2 separate regions of the Mus musculus genome follow, and region 1 is linked to region 2. The links are chromatin contacts, called in public HiChIP or PLAC-seq maps. All regions are on one chromosome and are shown on one strand. The core of a region is the stretch at or near the end of the contact, and the rest is flanking DNA. Distances in the headings are between cores, read along the strand shown. Region 1 has its middle 8.5 kb from the start of n-TDgtc8. Region 2 has its middle 39 kb from the start of Gm17745.

Evidence for each region. HiChIP or PLAC-seq counts read pairs in DNA pulled down with a chosen protein or histone mark.
Region 1: a BATF HiChIP or PLAC-seq map of CD8 T cells shows a contact between it and region 2, with 5 read pairs. The contact joins two enhancer-like sites. A contact is called at or near these places in 1 of 484 Hi-C or Micro-C datasets (Th1 cells), 4 of 115 datasets of contacts at active chromatin or transcription factors (CD8 T cells, bone marrow-derived macrophages, embryonic stem cells and 1 more) and 1 of 9 other capture datasets (adipose tissue).

What each region holds. Positions count from the first base shown.
Region 1 is chr10:93,443,240-93,445,939 of GRCm38.p6, reverse strand. No RefSeq gene overlaps it. Among named protein-coding and RNA genes, the nearest start is that of n-TDgtc8, 8.5 kb to the left of the region's middle. Within about 2 kb of position 1,334, at least 61 of the 459 cell types and tissues checked have an H3K27ac peak or open chromatin away from gene starts, as enhancers often do. A contact at or near this core is called in CD8 T cells, Th1 cells and bone marrow-derived macrophages, where this site is marked.
Region 2 is chr10:93,374,169-93,376,868 of GRCm38.p6, reverse strand. No RefSeq gene overlaps it. Among named protein-coding and RNA genes, the nearest start is that of Gm17745, 39 kb to the right of the region's middle. Within about 2 kb of position 1,443, at least 107 of the 459 cell types and tissues checked have an H3K27ac peak or open chromatin away from gene starts, as enhancers often do. A contact at or near this core is called in CD8 T cells, Th1 cells and bone marrow-derived macrophages, where this site is marked.

The DNA of each region.
Region 1 (2,700 bases), core at 85-2,584, 69 kb before region 2:
AGAAGTTAGCATTCCTTTTAGATTCTGCCCCATAGTTACCTGGCAACAGCCAGGTATGCAGACTCACTACGAAAGGAGCTGTTTGCCCCCTCCTTTCTCTCTCTCTCTCTTATGCTCTTACTCTCTGCCCCTTCTCCCTGTCCCCCCATTTCCCTCTCACCTTCTTTCCCCAAGTGTTCCTCGCTGCCTCTCTCTCTCCTCTTCTCTCTCTCCACCTTTCTCTGTCTCTACCCCCTCCTCAACTCCTCTTTCCATGTCCTAAATAAACTATTCCTATACCCGTTTAGTGGCTGGTACCTCACAAGGAAGGGATGCCTCAGCATGGGCCTGCAGAGGCACCCCTTCCACCTCAGCATACTCTGCTTCTAGTGTTTCTGTCTAACATATCCTTGCTTGCTCGCTCGCTCGCTCTTTCTCTCTCTCTCTCCCTCCCTCCCCCTCCCTTCTCTCTCTCTCTCTCTCTCTCTTTCTTTCTTTCATATTTTTTTTTATAAAATACAACACTAGGTTTCCAGTGAGCGAGGCCAGCACCATGTGAATGTTCTATAGGTAGCTACCGTTGCCTGGGATCTTTTTTGCAAGACACTGTGCAAGCGGGCGCGTGGGGGTGGGAGGGAGGGGACGGTAGGAGTATGAAAGAGAGTGAAGAAGGTGAATCTATAAATGAGGTCAAAAGACAGAGTCAGACTTAGCAATCTGGAGAGACAGAGAATATGGAAAGAAGGAGGCAGAACTCATCATGGGTGGCTTGCTCTCCTGTGCCATGGCAAGAGGAAGACACACTTGACCTGTGCCCATACTCACCAAAAATAGTTCTAGGAAGTCTTAAGAAACTCCCAGTGGCAGGGGGGGATAAAAGGTCAGTAGACCCCCAAACCACAAAGAGAAATAGAAGCAGATTCCTGTCTACCCACCTCCCTCTGTGTCCTCCCCTTACCACAGCTGACCTGGCTACCTTGAAGTTGCCTGAGGCCGCTGCCTTGTTCTTCCATCAGCATAGATGGCCCAAGGTCCTTGGCCTGACAACATTTCCTCCCACTCTTAGCAAGGTTCTCCTCCCTCCCCACCAGGCCTCTATTCCCTTCGGTTTGGGATACAACCACGGTTCTCAGCCCGTGCGTGGATCTCGACCCCATCGTGGTCAAACAATCTTTCCACAGGGGTTGCCTAAGGCCATCCGGAGAATGAAGATCTTTACATTGTGACTCATAAGAGTAACAAAAATACAGCTATGAAGTAGCAGCAAAAGTAATTTTATGGCTGGGGGTGGGGTGGGTGGAGTCACCCCACTGTGAGGAACTGTATGAAAGGGTGCAACACATAATGCGTGGTTGAGAGCCGCTGGGCTTGTGTGGGAGCCCAGCGAGTTCCTCCCGAGGACGTTTGAGAAAGGTGGAGGAACTAACTCAACTGCCACTTTTGCGTTTAACTTACACAATGGTTAAAGCAATACTGAGCCGTTTGCTGCATGGTGTGCTTTTTTTTTTTTTTTTTAAATCCTTGTGTGACCTCCTGCAAAGGATTCTGTACTTAAAAGTACAAGGCACAGGAGACATTTGGCTAACTTTGTAAAGCAGTCTAAATGGCCTCCTCCCGGCTCCCCAGCTGCTCCCCCACACCGTGGCTCACAGCGGGCAGGGGCTGTTGAGTGTCTCCCACACTAGCTTGCCTCTTGTCTCTCTGTGTACTCCTGAGAAGCAGACCTGCCTGAACAAAATAGGCTGTCTGGCAGTCCTTGGTGGAGCCTGAGTAGCTCTACTGGTCAGGTGACTCTCTCTGTTCCCACACACGATGAAAGGGAGGACACGGCATTGCCACCCAAAAGCCTCATTAGAAACGAAGAGCTCAGAGAACGGGAGTCTGCATCTTTCTCCAGATCCCCTGATGATTCGTGTGCATAGGAAGTTAGAGGCTCGAAGGTCACCTTTGGAACTGAAGAAAGTTTAGTTCAGGAGTTCACCAACTACATCAGGACCCACTCTTTGGAGATCCACTGAGCTGGCTACTTCAGTATTCCCTTGTTGCACTAAAGCGCACTCTACAACCAAACAGTAGAGACCCAAATCACCCATTTTCCTTCTCTGAGCCTGGTTGTTCAATGATTGAATAAGTTGGTAAATAGATGGATGAATGGGATTTCATGTGAGGGTCTAGTCATTCTTTATTTTTATCTCTCTATCTAATATCTATTTTTATGTACATTGGTGTTTTGCTTGCTTGTATATCTGTGTAAGGGTGTCAAGTCCCTTGGAATTGGGGTTTTAGACAGCTGTGAACTGCCATGTGGGTGCTGAGAATTGAGCCCAGGTTCTCTGGAAGAGCAACCCCACCCCCATCTCTCCAGCCCCAAGGATCTAACCATTCTTTTATTTGATGCTTTACTCAGTGTTGCTCCCTGAATTTAAAGTTAGAAATAATCGTGTTGTTAGTATTCAGTTAAAAAACAAAGAGCCCCACCATCTAATAAAGCCCCCTTCCTTAAATTCCTTTCAGGATGTTTTCAATCTCGCTCCCTGAGGCTAACTACTTACCACCTGTGATTTGCATATCACTTTGACCTATTTTGCTGTTGATATGTTGCTATTTCTCTTATTTATGAGCAGAAGTGTACACCTCTCCTTTCCATACTTAGCTCCTTGGGCTGTCCGTGATGTGTGTGAGATTCTTCCATATTGCTGTCTACACTTCTAGATTGTGTAT
Region 2 (2,700 bases), core at 194-2,693:
AACAGAAGGATCGCACTAACCCACAATTTTGCCTGTGTAACCAAGTGGCCAGCTTAGCGCCCCAATATTTCTGAAGCTGGTTGTGTTCCTGGTGGCCTCTGATAACAACCCCATGGTGCCCTTGGCTCCCTACCATCTCTTGTCCTGAGTTGCCTTTGTATTTCTGTCCCCCCCCCCCCGCTCCCTGGAGACAGAATTCAGTCCGATCTCTGTTTTTATCATCACACCCTTGAAGTTACTCTATTCGTTGGGGAATGTTGACTCCGATTTTGGTGGAGGGAGGGGTCCTTTCTGGAGTTGGGTTTCCTGTCCCTCCAGGCTCTCTACTTCCTTCCTGGAGCTGCAAACAGATCCTTCCTTTGTCTTGTGGGACGTGTCCTGCCCACCTCTGTGGAGAGGATGAAACCCTATTTGTCATATTAGACAGTGCTGCCTTTCCAAGAGAAGCTGTGAACATTCTCTCTACGCATCAAGCCTTTCTTTGTATCCTCCTTTATAGATGAGAAAACAGAGTTGTTCACCCAAGTGATGCTGTTGGGAGTGACAGGCAGGTCAGTCTAAATCCCAGCTCCCTTTGCTCAGCTACTGTGCTCTGTTTTCCACCGAGATGGAGGACTGCCCGGGAGGGAGACCCGAAGAAAGAAGTCAAAAGTCCCCAGTGGCTGGGTCCACATAAGAGAATCAACTTCAAAAGAAGTATTCATTTCTGATTACCTCCCCGCCATCTGAAGGTGAATGCTTCATACACCTTCTTCCAGAGTGAGAGAGGTAGACAAGATTGGCTGTGTTCACATCTGACCCCCACCACCACCCTAGACACCACCAAATACACAAGGGTCCTCCATGAGAGAAATGTAGGTGACCCAAAAGGCCACAGTTACTGTGCTTAGCTTAGTAAGAGAGTTGGCACCCCCGTAGGGTCAACTAGAGTAGAGGGCCCAGGCGTGGGGGGTCTGCCCACTGCTTGACCTGAGACAATTCTGGGAGACAGCAGTGAACAGACTCTTAGGAGAGAAGAGGAGAAGGAATCAGGAAATGATAAAGGAAGACCTGTTCCACGTTGGGGAAAAAAAAGGGGGGGGGGCAATGTTTGAGCCAAAGTGAATTTTGGTCACTGAAGCTAGAAGCTAGACAAGTTCATATGGGCCTAGGTCTCAGCTTGGCTCTTTGGAGCGCTTGCTTCCAAGTCAGGGACCTTCATTAAATGACAAGGAAGTCAGTGTCTCTAGCTATAAACAAAGCCTTGTTTCCTGAGTCCAGAATGCCCAGGGAGAGCCATTATCGCTCTGGTGTTGCGAATTCTGACCCTCCTCCACGGCTGAGTGTATGATCTCTTCTGCTGACCTGCTGACACGAACCTAGAGGAAAGCAAAGAACAGGAGGAGCCCCGCCTTTAGGAAGTTCTGAGCCCAGAGCAGCAAAACCGGGCTTCCTCTCCCCTTCACTCTCAGATCTCAAAGGTCACTGTGGTCTGGCAAGCCCTGCCCCCGCCCCGTCGAGGCCTGGTTCAGCTCAGCTCCTCTTACCTCACACCCTACCAGCCAGCAGCCCCCCAAGTTGAGACACAGCCACCTCTCTAGCCCACCTGTCCCCTGGTTGGACTTTCGGACATCTGCTCTTAAGACACAAAGGAAACCAAAACCCAAGGTCACAGTGGCAGATGCTGCCAGGCCTCAGGAAGTATGCTTCTGGTCCAGGGGACAGCCCTGGGCAGCCCTGGAAAGAGGAAATCCTCTTTGGCATCCAAAACAAAGATTGTGTAGACCAGTGTTGTCCCTAACGACCAGCCATCTGTAAGCTGTGACAGCCTCCGATTAGTCCCAGCTTCTAGGTGTGCTGGAAAGAATGCACAGGGGTGGTAATGGATGGTAATGAAAGGTTACAGGTCTGGATGACTAAATGGCACCAGTGTGAGGTCCAGGAATCCCAATTAGCAAGGCTCCTATAGAAACAGATGGAGCCGAAAGGTGTATTGGCTCTTCAGTGTGAGCAGATCTGTGGGCCCAGGCCAAGACACTACTGAATCACATGTCTAGGATCTTAATGTTTCCCTACCACAGATGAAGACTTGGGACTATAAACTCTAAACCTAGCATCTGGGTTCGGTGCACCTCCCCTACTACCCCTGACCCCCCACAGTATCCAAATTCTAAAACTCTGTGCATTTTGTCTTTTATATAGTTGGTAACTAATTACCATATCCCAAGAATAGTCACATCAATTGGTGACAAGTTTGGAAATGTGACAAGTCCCCCCCCCCTTTTTAAAGTGGAATCAGCCCGCTAATTGCACAGGCTATACAAAAGGCAAAGTGTCTAATTTCTCACCTCTGGGGCTGTCAGATCCCTGCTCTATTCTGCTGGAGGCTTAATTCATGCTGTCAGGGTTACCATGGAAGATTGTATATGCAACTCTAATTTGAGTGCTGTGGGTTCCACACTTTCTCATCCTAATGGCTCCTGATCAGGGTCAAATTTGCTCCTGCAAAGACATCTGGTGATACACATGGAGACAATTCCAGTTGCTGCCATTTGGAGAGGGGACATGCTCCTGATATCTATCTATCCAGCAGGTAGAGACCCGAGCATCTCTATGCAAAGATTCAGCCAGCCCGGAGGATGCTAGTGTTGAGATTGGGAACTCTAGACTAGACTGAGAGCTGAACCAAGAAAAGAAAGGCCAGTCAGTGAGCTGTGGAGA